Linked DNA regions of Mus musculus: region 2 is linked to region 1. A link is a contact called in public HiChIP or PLAC-seq data. All regions are on one chromosome and are shown on one strand. The core of a region is the stretch at or near the end of the contact, and the rest is flanking DNA. Distances in the headings are between cores, read along the strand shown.

The links. HiChIP or PLAC-seq counts read pairs in DNA pulled down with a chosen protein or histone mark.
Region 2: an H3K27ac HiChIP or PLAC-seq map of embryonic fibroblasts shows a contact between it and region 1, with 35 read pairs. The contact joins the promoter of Lamc2 here to the enhancer-like site in region 1. A contact is called at or near these places in 1 of 39 promoter capture datasets (hippocampal neurons), 1 of 15 datasets of contacts at CTCF or cohesin (the NIH/3T3 cell line), 22 of 484 Hi-C or Micro-C datasets (the C10 cell line, the HL-1 cell line, the HPC-7 cell line and 12 more), 9 of 115 datasets of contacts at active chromatin or transcription factors (CD8 T cells, double positive thymocytes, embryonic fibroblasts and 3 more) and 3 of 9 other capture datasets (adipose tissue, embryonic stem cells and pancreatic islet).

Annotation. Positions count from the first base shown.
Region 1 is chr1:153,127,256-153,133,334 of GRCm38.p6, reverse strand. It overlaps Lamc2 (laminin, gamma 2), which reads left to right. Exons shown (of 24, transcript NM_008485.3): 18 at 1,368-1,512; 19 at 2,536-2,685; 20 at 3,185-3,299; 21 at 4,179-4,378. It also overlaps the pseudogene Gm17964. Among named protein-coding and RNA genes, the nearest start is that of Lamc2, 56 kb to the left of the region's middle. Within about 2 kb of position 2,819, at least 126 of the 459 cell types and tissues checked have an H3K27ac peak or open chromatin away from gene starts, as enhancers often do. A contact at or near this core is called in the HL-1 cell line, the NIH/3T3 cell line, adipose tissue and 8 more, where this site is marked.
Region 2 is chr1:153,183,802-153,189,880 of GRCm38.p6, reverse strand. Lamc2 (laminin, gamma 2) reads left to right here and starts at 3,434. Exons shown (of 24, transcript NM_008485.3): 1 at 3,434-3,627; 2 at 3,780-3,972. The coding sequence starts at 3,894.

The sequences.
Region 1 (6,079 bases), core at 1,570-4,069:
GATATGGCGGTCTGCACAGCGTACGCACATGAACTACCAAAGCACAGTGTAGAAGTTGGCCTACCAAATCAGGTTGCAGCCTTTTGTGCTAGCCTGCTGCTGGCCCACAGGCTTCTCAGTAGGATTGGCATGGAGAAGCTCGTGGAAGTGACTGGATTGGAGTGCAATGTGGGAAGCACCGGTGGCCAACCTGCTGGTACCGTCGTTTGCTATTTGGATGCAGGTCTTGTTTGAACTATGACTGGCCACAAAACTTTGAGGGTCATGAAGGGAGCCGTGGATGGAGGCTTGTCTATCCTCATCGTGCCTAACGATTCCCTGGTTATGACTCGGAAAGCAAATTCACTGCAGAAGTACATCGGAAGCACAGCATGGGTCAGACCGTTACAGACGACATGCGTTGCCTAGTGGGGGGAGATCAGGACGCTCCTAAGAAAGAGTTCTCTCAGTACACAAAGAACTCTGGAGCTCCAGACGTGACAGAGGGAGGAGATGGAGAATACTGCTCAAGCTGCAACCTGAGAGGATCCAGCCTAAGAGACAAAGCCTAAGAGAGCCGTGAGGAGGAGGCGGTGGAACCATCACAGATCAGGGTGCTCAGAAGAGGGCAAGCTCCCTTGGAGCTCAGGAACAGGCTGTAGAGAACTAAAGCAATTATTGATGTAATAATAATAATGATGATGATAATAATAATAATAACAGCAACAACATAGGCAAGAGAATGAGTATTTACTTTGGGGAAAGTATTTTTAAGACTAGGAAAAGAAAGGTTATGGTATCTAAGTAAAACTCGCATTCTTACTGAGATATGACAATACAGGGGGAGATGGTCCCCCTCCAGCTTATGAAGGCGTATATAAAACCATCTGACAGGGCCAGCGACAGAAAAATAGCACTTAGATTATCAGCAGTTGGGAAGCTTGAGTTGAATTTTTCTGACCAAACCTATACACAAACACACGCACATATACACACTGCCTGAGGAGGATGGGGAGAGGGAGTGTGAGTCACTAAGTCGCCAGCTTCTGGCTGACCTTCAACTCAGAGATCTACTTGTCTCTGCCTCCTAAACACTTTGATAATCATGCCTCCTGGCCCAACTACATATTTTTAAAAACAACAAGATGAATTTTATATATACATATATATGTGTTTGTAAACAAATCATATATATACATATACATATATATATGTGTGTGTGTGTGTGTGTGTATACATATATATAATATGTTTGTATTTGTAATCCTAGTTCTTGGAGGCAGGATAGCAGTAAGTTTCAGACCTGTCAAAGCTATATCGTAAGGTCTTGTCTTCCCCCTCCATTATTGCTATTATTATTATTAACCATTCACTTTTCCTCGCCACAGATTAGAGAAAACCAAGTCCCTGAGCCAGCAGCTGTCAAGGGAGGGCACCCAAGCCGACATTGAAGCTGATAGGTCGTATCAGCACAGTCTCCGCCTCCTGGATTCTGCCTCTCAGCTTCAGGGAGTCAGTGATCTGTCCTTTCAGGTGAGGCCTCTGATCCTGTGTGCATGCCACCCGGACAAATGGACACAGAGACTTTCTTCTCTATAGATCGCAGAAGATTGTTCAACTTTACAGCTTCTTCTTCACAATGGCTGTGTCAGGCAGTGTCACATTGCTCATTACTTATTAGGGGAAAGAGGTTCTTCTCTTTAGTGTTTCAGACGGTTAAAGGCACAGTACCTGCGTTGGTTCTGTCCTGCTAAGGGCAGCAGAGTCTCAGGAGGACAGAGGAAATGATCGGCAAGTGTGCACAATGTCTTTAGAGCTCACATGGTCTAGAGGCCTCCTACACCCCACAAAGGCTTCCCATCACACACACACACACATACCCCAGCACCCATGTCAACCAGATGAACACGTATTAGCACATGGCTGATAGCCCGTGTTTAAAACCTAGCATGGACTTTGGGCTTGGTGTTAGGAAGAGACAGTTGCTTCCTGTCATCTGTTGTCTAGACTCTGAAAGGGAAAATGACTTGCATGTTTAATCTTGAACCCCTTAGTCAAGGAAAGTTTTATGCCTCCTCCCCAGTTCTTTTTTTTTTTGAGACCCTCAAATTGAATTTTAATGGAGTTCGATACATCCATTTGATACTGCTAAGAAGAAGACTTTTGCTATCAAAAAGCTTGCTTTTTTTTTTCTGCCATCAATCTCCCTAGCTATTACAACCTTATTGGATTAAGTTTACCTGCATACCCAACAGCTAAAGACACTCACAGTGATCTCCATAGAGATATGTTCTGTGAATAGATAAAGCAATTGTTTTTAACAACTTTTTTAAAAAAGACCAGAGGCAGAGTTTACTGTATTCTTGGGAGTTGTACTGCCTATCTTTCCTTGGTACCCTGTCTCATTTCTGGTAGGCTTTGGGACGTTAGGGCCAGTGTCTGCTTTCTTGGCTTCTTAAGGCTGCCAGTATTTTCAAATGGTGACAGTAGGTCCTGAAGCAGGTGTGGTGACGTGTGAGCAGACAGTCACACTCATTTGTAACTTTGTGTCCACAGGTGGAAGCAAAGAGGATCAGACAAAAGGCTGATTCTCTCTCAAACCTGGTGACCAGACAAACGGATGCATTCACGCGTGTGCGAAACAATCTGGGGAACTGGGAAAAAGAAACACGGCAGCTTTTACAGACTGGAAAGGATAGGAGACAGGTACCTTCTGTCAACCGCTCGCTCAGCCAATAAGCAAGCACGCACTGAATGCCGACTGTATGGGTGGAAATAGCCAGAGCCACAACCATAAACCCTCCAAAGGTCATGATGCCACTGGTTACAGAGGGAGTAACCAAGACTGGAATTTTGATGGAATTAACCCCACCCATTGAGTCAGCATTTGAACCTAGGAAGAGAACCCAGGTCTTGTAGGTCTCATTTTAGTCCAAGTCTGTCTATCTTAGATTCAGGAACTAGCTAGTGTTTAAGATTGTGATTTGCAAAACTATTCCTGCCCCTTAGGGTGGAAAGAGTTGTAGACTTTCCTCTAAAAGACATATATTACAAAGTTTGTTCCTGATCAGATACTAGAGGGCTCTGCTCCAGCACCCCTAGACTGCGGTGAGTCACAGCACAGCACTCTGGTGTCACGGAAAAGTTGTGTCAGGGTGATTTTGCTAGCAGGAATGCACTCATTCTGATCTTGTTCTATTTACAGACTTCAGATCAGCTGCTTTCCCGTGCCAACCTTGCTAAAAACAGAGCCCAAGAAGCGCTAAGTATGGGCAATGCCACTTTTTATGAAGTTGAGAACATCCTGAAGAACCTCCGAGGTTAGTGCTGTGTGATCCAGATTTAAAGGGACAGTCACGATTCATCTAAATGCTCCTTTGCCTCCTTAAATGGTGGGTGTATTTGGGTTATTAATAGATGCTTAGTCACTATCTTACTAAGGTAATGATGATCTCATTAGTACTTGACCTAGGTGGTGGAAGTCATTCCACCTAAGTGCTAGGAGTCCTGAGTTCTGATCCTCACTGGACCCTAGGACCAGCTCAAGCTCTCTGCGTGACCTTTCTAGATCCCTGTGTCCTACTTAAGGGGACCAGGCGATCTCTAGGGTCCTTCATACCCAGTATGTCACAACTGTGTTGATAGTCTCCTTTCCTTGGGTGGCTTGGTTGCTTCCAATATGCCTTCTCTGAGGTAATGACTTGTGACTCCCAGGGAGTCTGAGGTGTATCTTGAAGATACTTGGTTTAAAAGTCAGCATTATTCACTAGCAAACAAAAGGGAATCATTTCTAAAGACTTAGGATTCTCTTCATAGAAAGTTCCTCTATACCTACTGCAACCACACCCCAACTCTGCAACCACACCCAACTCTCTGTGACTACACCCCAACTCTGCTCTTTGGCTTCAGGCTTGGACTTAAATCTTCAGTCTTTAAAGAGAGTCACCTGTTCTTTGTCTACTTTGGATGTTGATATCCTTGCAGTGGTGGGGACCTAGGGCAAGCTGACAGCTCCCTCAGTGGCTCCTTTGAGATTTTTTTCTCTTGGGAAAGAAAGGCTAATCCCAGCTGCAGCATCTCACCCCTAGCTAGTAATCGGTCCCTTTCAGGAATTTTTCCTCAGAACACCAGGCACTCTCATTCAGTTGTCTCTGTGGCAATTTTTTTTTTCTTTTCTCTTCTTTTTTTCTTCATTCTAGAGTTTGATCTGCAGGTTGAAGACAGAAAAGCAGAGGCTGAAGAGGCCATGAAGAGACTCTCCTCTATTAGCCAGAAGGTTGCAGATGCCAGTGACAAGACCCAGCAAGCAGAAACGGCCCTGGGGAGCGCCACTGCCGACACCCAACGGGCAAAGAACGCAGCTAGGGAGGCCCTGGAGATCAGCAGCGAGATAGAGCAGGTAAAGAGAAATGGATATACGGGCTGCCCCAGGCAGTGCCCAACACAGCCCTGTTCCAGAGAGAGAGTGTTTCAGCTCAGTTCAGCCCCTATGGCTCAGAGTCCTGGAGAGGGCACAGCAGCCCTGCTCTACACGCCCACCCTTCTGCTGGATGGATTCTATCACTGGCTAGCAGCTATTACACCATATTCCATGTTCCTTTGAACAGCACTGTGGAGAACACCCAGAGTTGTTTACTATGAAGATTTCTAAGGCTGCTATCAGAAAATACTTAGAAAAATAGAAGTGACTTTTGCACCGTTCGGAAGGTTAGGATGAGAAACTAGTCGCCCAGGGCTCCACTTCTCCTGACAGCTCCAGGGAGAATTCTTCCTTTCCTCTTGCCAGCTGCAGAGGAGGCCAGGCAATCCTGGTCTTCCTTGGTGCATAGCTTTATCCGTCCACTCCCTGCTTGTGTGATCCCCAGAGTCCTCTATCATCTCTTCTTTTCTCTATCCTCCTTCCTCCTTCTTCTTTCCCCTTCTCTTCTTCTTCTCCCCATCTTCCTCTCCTTCTCCTTCATCTTCTTCAAGATATGATCTCACTATGTAGCCCAGGCTGGCCACTATATTCATATCTCAGTCTTATCTTATAAGAAGATATCAGTCTCACTGAATTAAGGGTCCAGTGTAACTTCACTGTAGCTAATTACATCTGCAACTGTCAGTTTTCAAATAAGGCCATCTTCTGAGTTGAGAGAAGCGTGTAAGCAAAGACTCCATCCACCATGTCTTTGTTCGTGCTGGTAAGCTCTCTCCCTCTGAGAAACATCCCTAGCCCTTAGGACTTCACCATGAGTTTTAGGACGTAAATTTAACTTGTAACAATTGACATCAGCGTTTTGATTCTGGATATGAAATCCCCGTGCTCTACAGCCTTCTATATCCTTTGTCTCAGCTGGGCCTATTTTAGTCTGTCCGGCACTGTGAATGCTTGGTGCTAGGGATGGAGATAAGAACTATCTGGTCCCTTGCTTGACGAGCATTCAAGAGATCTGAGATCCAGCTCTGCTATGCCTAGAGCTCCAGCAAAGGAATGCTTCTCGGCTGAAAGTGACCTCCTTCCTGCTTACTTAAGGACTTCTAGGGAGCTGGTGCCACTCCAGGAAGTCAAGAGGTCTTGGGCATCTAGACTATTCGACCTCACTTTTAAGACTGCTTGGTAACCTACAAACTATAATTTCTAATAATTCCCCTTGAGGGCAGTTTCATAAACCTTCCTTTATATGGCATCAAGCATAAAGATACCTGCAACTGTTTAATTGTAGCTTATTGATAAAGGCATTGATGAACTTTTTCCCTGCAAAGACAAAAACCCACCACTACAGTTAACTCCAGGTCTGTATTCCAAGTACAACTGTCTTGGGGAAATCCTTGTAAAGTTGTTCCAAAGACCAGGTGAGTCTTTGGAATAAAGCCCATGAGTGTCAGAGAATGGTGTTTCTTGCCTTCTGGGTTTGCTCAAATGCTTTCCTGATTGCGTTAGAAATTTTCTAGGCACCGAACTGAAAGAGAACCAGTGTTTTCGCACTGACCCTCCTAGTCTCTAGAGAGCTAACCTTGAACTAACTTGCTTGAGGGCCAGCCTGGGGAAGGGTGTGTCCCGAAGTCTGACTCTCTCATTGTCCATCTGACTTGCTCCATCAGAGCCAGGCACAGATGT
Region 2 (6,079 bases), core at 2,185-4,684, 56 kb before region 1:
GCCTGCTTCCACCTTCCATCACAGGGATAGCGAGTTAGGGCCACCAGCCCCAGGTTTTTTTTTGTTTGTTTGTTTTTGTTTGTTTGTTTTTGTTTTTTAATGTAGATTCCGGGAATTGACCTCAGATCCTCCTGCTTGCAAGCACTTTACCAGCTGAGCTATCCCTGGAGGCCTTAAGTTACTTTGTGCTGTGATAGTATTTCAGAATATTTCTTTCATCCCCCAAAGAACACTCAAGAAAGATATAATCGGCTTTCTTGTCTTGTAAAATTTACATTTCTACAATTTCCTACAAACAGAATAGCATAGGTTCTTGTCTTTTGTGTCTGCTTTCTTTTGCTTGGCACCGTGCGTTGAGAGTCGTCTGTGATACACTGTGGATCGATAGTTTATTCTTTTCTAGAGCAGAGGGGGATCGTCAGTTGGACTTTTTTCTAGATTTGAAAAAAGAGAACAGCTTTGTGTCAAACAGAAAATCAAATATATTTTGTTGCCTTTTTGAAAGGTCACATATTAAGGCTTAATCATAAAAATACAGTGTAACCTATTATGTCGTTATATTTTGCTTGCAATGTAAGACCTCAGTCCACCTTAAATCAAGCTCTAAATGGAAGCACTGAACCTTAGGCAAGCAAATCTGTGTATGGAATTTCCAGCTTGAGGATCGTGTGGTGGACCATGCCTATAATCCTAGGAGGAGGTGGAGGCAGGAGCATAGGAACTGAAGGCTATCCTTCCATATACAGTGAGTTTGAGGCTAGCCAGGGAAGGGGGTTGTGGGCAGAGAGCTGCGTAAATGGTAAAAATGCAAGTTAGTTAATAACTAAATGAATCTGGGTGATTTAGACATGAACTAAGACAATAGGGTCCCTGGAGTTCAAGACTAAAATTAAAATCAGCAAAAAGGTTGAAGCAAGGCATTTACTCATAAGGTGTTTGTTGGTGGCAAAACCAGACTGGCTGGTGCTCAGACAGCGATAGCAGCTTTGCCCCGCCACCACTAATGGTTGCAACAGTGAGTATATTATTGTAGGGCATGGAATAGAGTGTGTGCCTGGGCTGTTCCTAGCTCTGTCATTAACTCATCTGCACTTCTCAACAACCCTACTAGATGTGTATTTTATCATTTTCCCCATTTTCTAGAAGAAACCATAGCTCAAAGAAACCCAAATAACTTGCCTTGATAATGACAAGTGTGGGATTTGGAATGGGGACACAGAGCCTTGGCTTTGACCCCTGGAGTCCTTTTAGATCCAGTGATGCACTGGAGAAGCCTTCTGAATAAAAGGCATGAGGCCCGAGCAGAGGACTCAAGCCCAAGGTGAGGGATTGTTTACATGGGTGAAGAATGAGATATGGAGTCCAACAGGAGAGTGCCTACTGATGGTGTAGGATCCTGCACTGTCCACAGAAATGAGGCACTGATTGATCTGGACCCAAGATGCCTGCTGCCTTCTGACTCCCTCTGCCCAAGTGACTAGTGGGTTTTTTCAGATCTAACATCTTGGGGAAATCACAAGCATTTGTGCAGAGTCCTATGTGACTTGGTTTCCTGGATGAATGCCAAGAGTCCACAGTCTTGCCCTGCTGTGATGGATGTTGGCCATACCTTGATGGCTGTTGATGACTAACCTTAGATTGCACTCAGCTCGTTCAGTATTGTGAGCTTATCTTTCTCTACGGCACTTTTTAATCTGACTATCAAAGTGCTATGAAGTGCGAAGCCAGATTGCCTGGCTTTGCATCTTGGCTTTGCCATTCTTAGCATGCTGCCTAACCTTTCCTGGCCTGTGGCATAGGGACATTGGTACTATACCTCATTTACAGGGTTCTATTGAATGTTAAAAGGACTACTATGTATGCCAGACTTATTTATGCCAGCAATAAATGACAGATAGGTCTCTTTGTTACTATTATTATCACTAAAGAGGGTAGCAGATGAAAATGAAAGCATTTGAGATATGATAGACAATGAAAATCTGTGCTAAAAAACAAATTTTGCCTTTAAGGTTTGATTTTGCAGGGCCCTATGCCCTGCTCCTCCAACACTGTGTACCTGGACTTTTCTAAAACAAGAAGTATCAATATTTTCAGTTAGTGGATGGTAGATATGCAAGGATCATAGCACTCAGAAACAAGTGTGCTCCCTCTCTCTCTCTCTCTCCCTCTCCCTCTCCCTCTCCCTCTCCCTCTCCCTCTCCCTCTCCCTCTCCCTCTCCCTCTCCCTCTCCCTCTCCCTCTCCCTCTCCCTCTCCCTCTCCCCCTCTCTCTCTGTCCACCGCATAGCTGCTACTGGAAGAAAAAAATTATAGATGCCTGCTCTCAAGGAACTGAAGTGTTAGCAGTAGCTGGGCACTGATTCTGAGTGAGAAGAATCTCCACATTATTTGGACAGAGCAGAAGAGAGTTGAGTCTAGGTTAAGAAAATTAGAATATCCATTCTGTTGCTCATTTTGCGCTAGATTTTAGAGATGTCGGCTTGTCTGCAGTACCCTATCTTGCCTCTGTTGCTCTTCAATGCTTTGTCTACTTCCTGGTTAGAACTAGGTATCTAGTTCAGACTCCATGTTCTGTACAAAGCCAGCCACATCTCTCCTGGTCAGCCTACACTGGTCACTATCACACTTAGAAATGGGAGTTCTCACACCCTTTGACAATATGTATGGATTACGTTGTTAGTTATCTTAGAGTGTTAAGCTACGGAACTATCTATGGTACAGTCATTCATTTAGTCAGTGACTAGGTATTTATTTAGGGCCTCTGCTGTCCTTACCATGAGGAAAAGAAGTGGTTATTGGTTGTAATGGATACGTTGTGTCTACATAAATACTAGTAAATCCTAAGTCTATAGCAGGATTTAAGAGCCTTCTCTGACAGTCACTTCTGCATTATTCACTGTAGGAGAAGTTCCCAGGACAGTGTGGGATAAGCCAAGATTTGCATCCCCTCCCCCACTTGGTGTTACTCACTTCAGCTAACACCGGGCTTGGCTGGCACTATCCCTCTTAACGTTATTTTCTAGCGGGGCCAGAGAGAATGTCGTGAAAAATATGCTCTGAGATGTTAAAAGACTAAGAAACCTTTTCTCTTATGAGCAGAAGGCTTGTTGAATATCAACTGTGAACTAGTTCGTAACAGTTTAATGAGTTTGCTTAATGAGTTTGCTAGTTCAAGGTTAAGGGGGTAGATAGACCCAGGAGAGCAACCTTTGGGTCACCCTGGTGTGTGTGTGTGTGTGTGTGTGTGTGTGTGTGTGTGTGTGTGTGCTTAGAAGTGAGTAAAATCAGAGGTATGTATACGTGCTGTATCTCAGAATAAAAGTTACCCTGAGAGTGAAGAGGATCGATCCTGTTGGGCCCCTCAGCCTGGTTAATTTGCCTGTGTTTTAGACTAGAGTGGAAGGGGCGTCCAACTGTGACTGGAATGGATGTCTGTGCCCTTGAGACTCCCTCGCCCCCTCCGGTTTTGAGGAAGGGGTGGCTGATATCTACAACCTGAGTTCTGCCCAGGACCACCCCGGGAGAGAACGGCTGTGTGTAGCGGGGTGCGGGTGGAGGGAGGGGATATGGCACATTCCAGAAGGATCTCTGGACCGCAGCCTCAGTACCACGCCCTCGGCGGGGCCAGGTGTGCTCCCCGGTTGCGGAGGGGGGAGCCCGGGGCCGCAGCGAGCGGGTTTACTGCTCGGCATGCGCTGAGTGTTTGTCTGCCTCGGAGGGTTGGGTCCTCCTTGTTCACAGGTGAGTCACGCCCCGAAACACCGGCTCTCTTCCTGTCAGGACTGAGTCAGGGAGAAGAGTCGATAAAACACCTGATCGAGGGAAAAGGAAGGCACAGCAGAGCGAAGACTCGGCGCCCGGCAGGCACCCGCAGCGGCGGAGCGCGGCCCGGCCATGCCTGCGCTCTGGCTCAGCTGCTGCCTTGGTGTCGCGCTCCTGCTGCCCGCAGCCCAGGCCACCTCCAGGAGGGAAGGTGAGTGCTCCCACCGCGCCTCCAACTTGCCCTTCCCTGCACACGGTGTTGGTGGCTGAATTCACCTCGAGGATCCACACTCGGTCAGGTCAAGGATCTGCAAAGAGCCTATCTCCTCCCTACCTGGGGCTCCTGTACAGTCGCGCTCTAAAGTGACAGTTTTCCCATAAAGCCAAGGGAGTTAAAAACACGAAGCTAATGGGTTGTGCCAGCTGAAGGTTTCCTTGCCCTAAAGCCATTCCTCTTTCAATTCCCTCCCTTTCTTTTCTTTGGCAACAGGGGACCCCTCCACACCCGTTCAATCAGTAACATGCTAGTCTTTAAACTGTCCGGTCCCTGTAATTTACCAGTGGGAGTTAGGTGGGACTTTTTCCATGCCCGGCAGCACCACACAGACTAAAAACAGAACTTCCATAATCCCCTTGTTATCCATGTTGTATTTTTGAGATAGAGCGTGAACTTTAAGCGTTTTAGTAATACCCGAAACTGCAAGTGTTACTTCTAAGAACAGTTTCGCCTCCCAGGTATTTATTGGACTCAAACTTCAAGTAACATTTACTCCTACCGAGAGCACCCGGTGGCTGTCATGTCCTGAGGAGTTAAGGTCATATAAACAAAATCTGCGAGAACTTAGCGACTGTTTTTCGTGTGTATGTGTCCTGTCAACTATGATGACACCTAGTGCGGGGGTTTCTCTGTCTCTTAGCTGAAGCGCTTTCCTCTGATCACCCAACTTTTCACATTCATAGTTACTGTTGCTTCCTGCTCTCCATGGTGTTCCAGTCACCACTGCCAGGGATCGGAAGCCATGATGCTCGATCATGTATAATTGTCACCAAAAAGGAGTAACTGGCATGATAGCCATGTTCATTTTCTTGACAATAGTAACCATTTCACTAGTCCTGTCAAAACCTGTTGTGTAGCTCAGATATGTAAGATGAACTTTAAAACAAAAAAATGTATGAAAGTGGTCATGTCGAGAGGGCTCCCCCTGAGTCAGGATAAACTGGTTGAAACCTAGTAGAAAACATTCTGAGAGTGAAAACAGTCTCTGAATATTAGAATTAAAAGTAACTTCCAGTGGATCAGCAATTAAGAATCCTTTGATTGAAAAGATGAGCAGTTGGCAGTGTTTTTGCACAAGGCCACCCAGGCAGCTATTGGCAGTGGCAGAACCTTTGATCCAGGTGTTCTTAGCTTTTTTGACCTCATTATAAAAGTAATATGTATATATATATATATATATATATATATATATATATGTGTGTGTGTGTGTGTGTGTGTGTGTGTGTGTGTGTGTGTGTGTATGTATATGTATATTTTTTTTCAGTACAGCAATTTTCCTCTTGGCTATAATTAAATACATACATGTGTGTTGGTATTACATAACAAAACCAAATCTATAGGATGCCATCAATTGTTTCATAAAGTCAGGTTCAACAGCAGACTTTGTACCCAAGCAGTCCATCCAAACACAAAGTCAGAAGTTCTGTGTTGGCTCATTTTCGCACTTTCCCCTTCCTTAGGGACAGATTGCTTGAGATACCAGGTTCTCTCCTCAAACAGCTTTATTTGGGAGCCAAGTGAGACTATGTCATTATGGTAGATCATTTATATTTTTCCATTTTTGTCACACTGGGATATACAAGGAGCTGGGCAAAAGGTATGATACCTGTCCTAATCCAAAGTGACCTGTATCCAGGCATCCTGTGGGCTGCACCTGTGGGCTGCACCTGTGGGCTGCACCTGTGGGCTGCACCTGTGGGCTGCACCTGTGGGCTGCACCTGTGGGCTGCACCTGTGGGCTGCGAAGGTCTGAAGTCGTGATGTTGCTTCCTGGTTATTTCTTGCAGGTGAAATTATGGTTAAGATATAATTACCGAGACTTACAGGGTTGGTCTCACCTAAAACACTGGCTTTAGAGTCAGCCTGACCTGGCAAAATTTTTTGGTTTATTCACTTGTTAATGCCTGTCTTAGTCACTGTTCTATTGCTGTAATGAGACCCCATGACCAAGGCTGCTTATAAAAGAAAACATTTAATTGGGGCTTGCTTACAGTTTCAGAGGGCGAGTCCATTCTCATCATGGCGGGGCACAGTAGCTGAG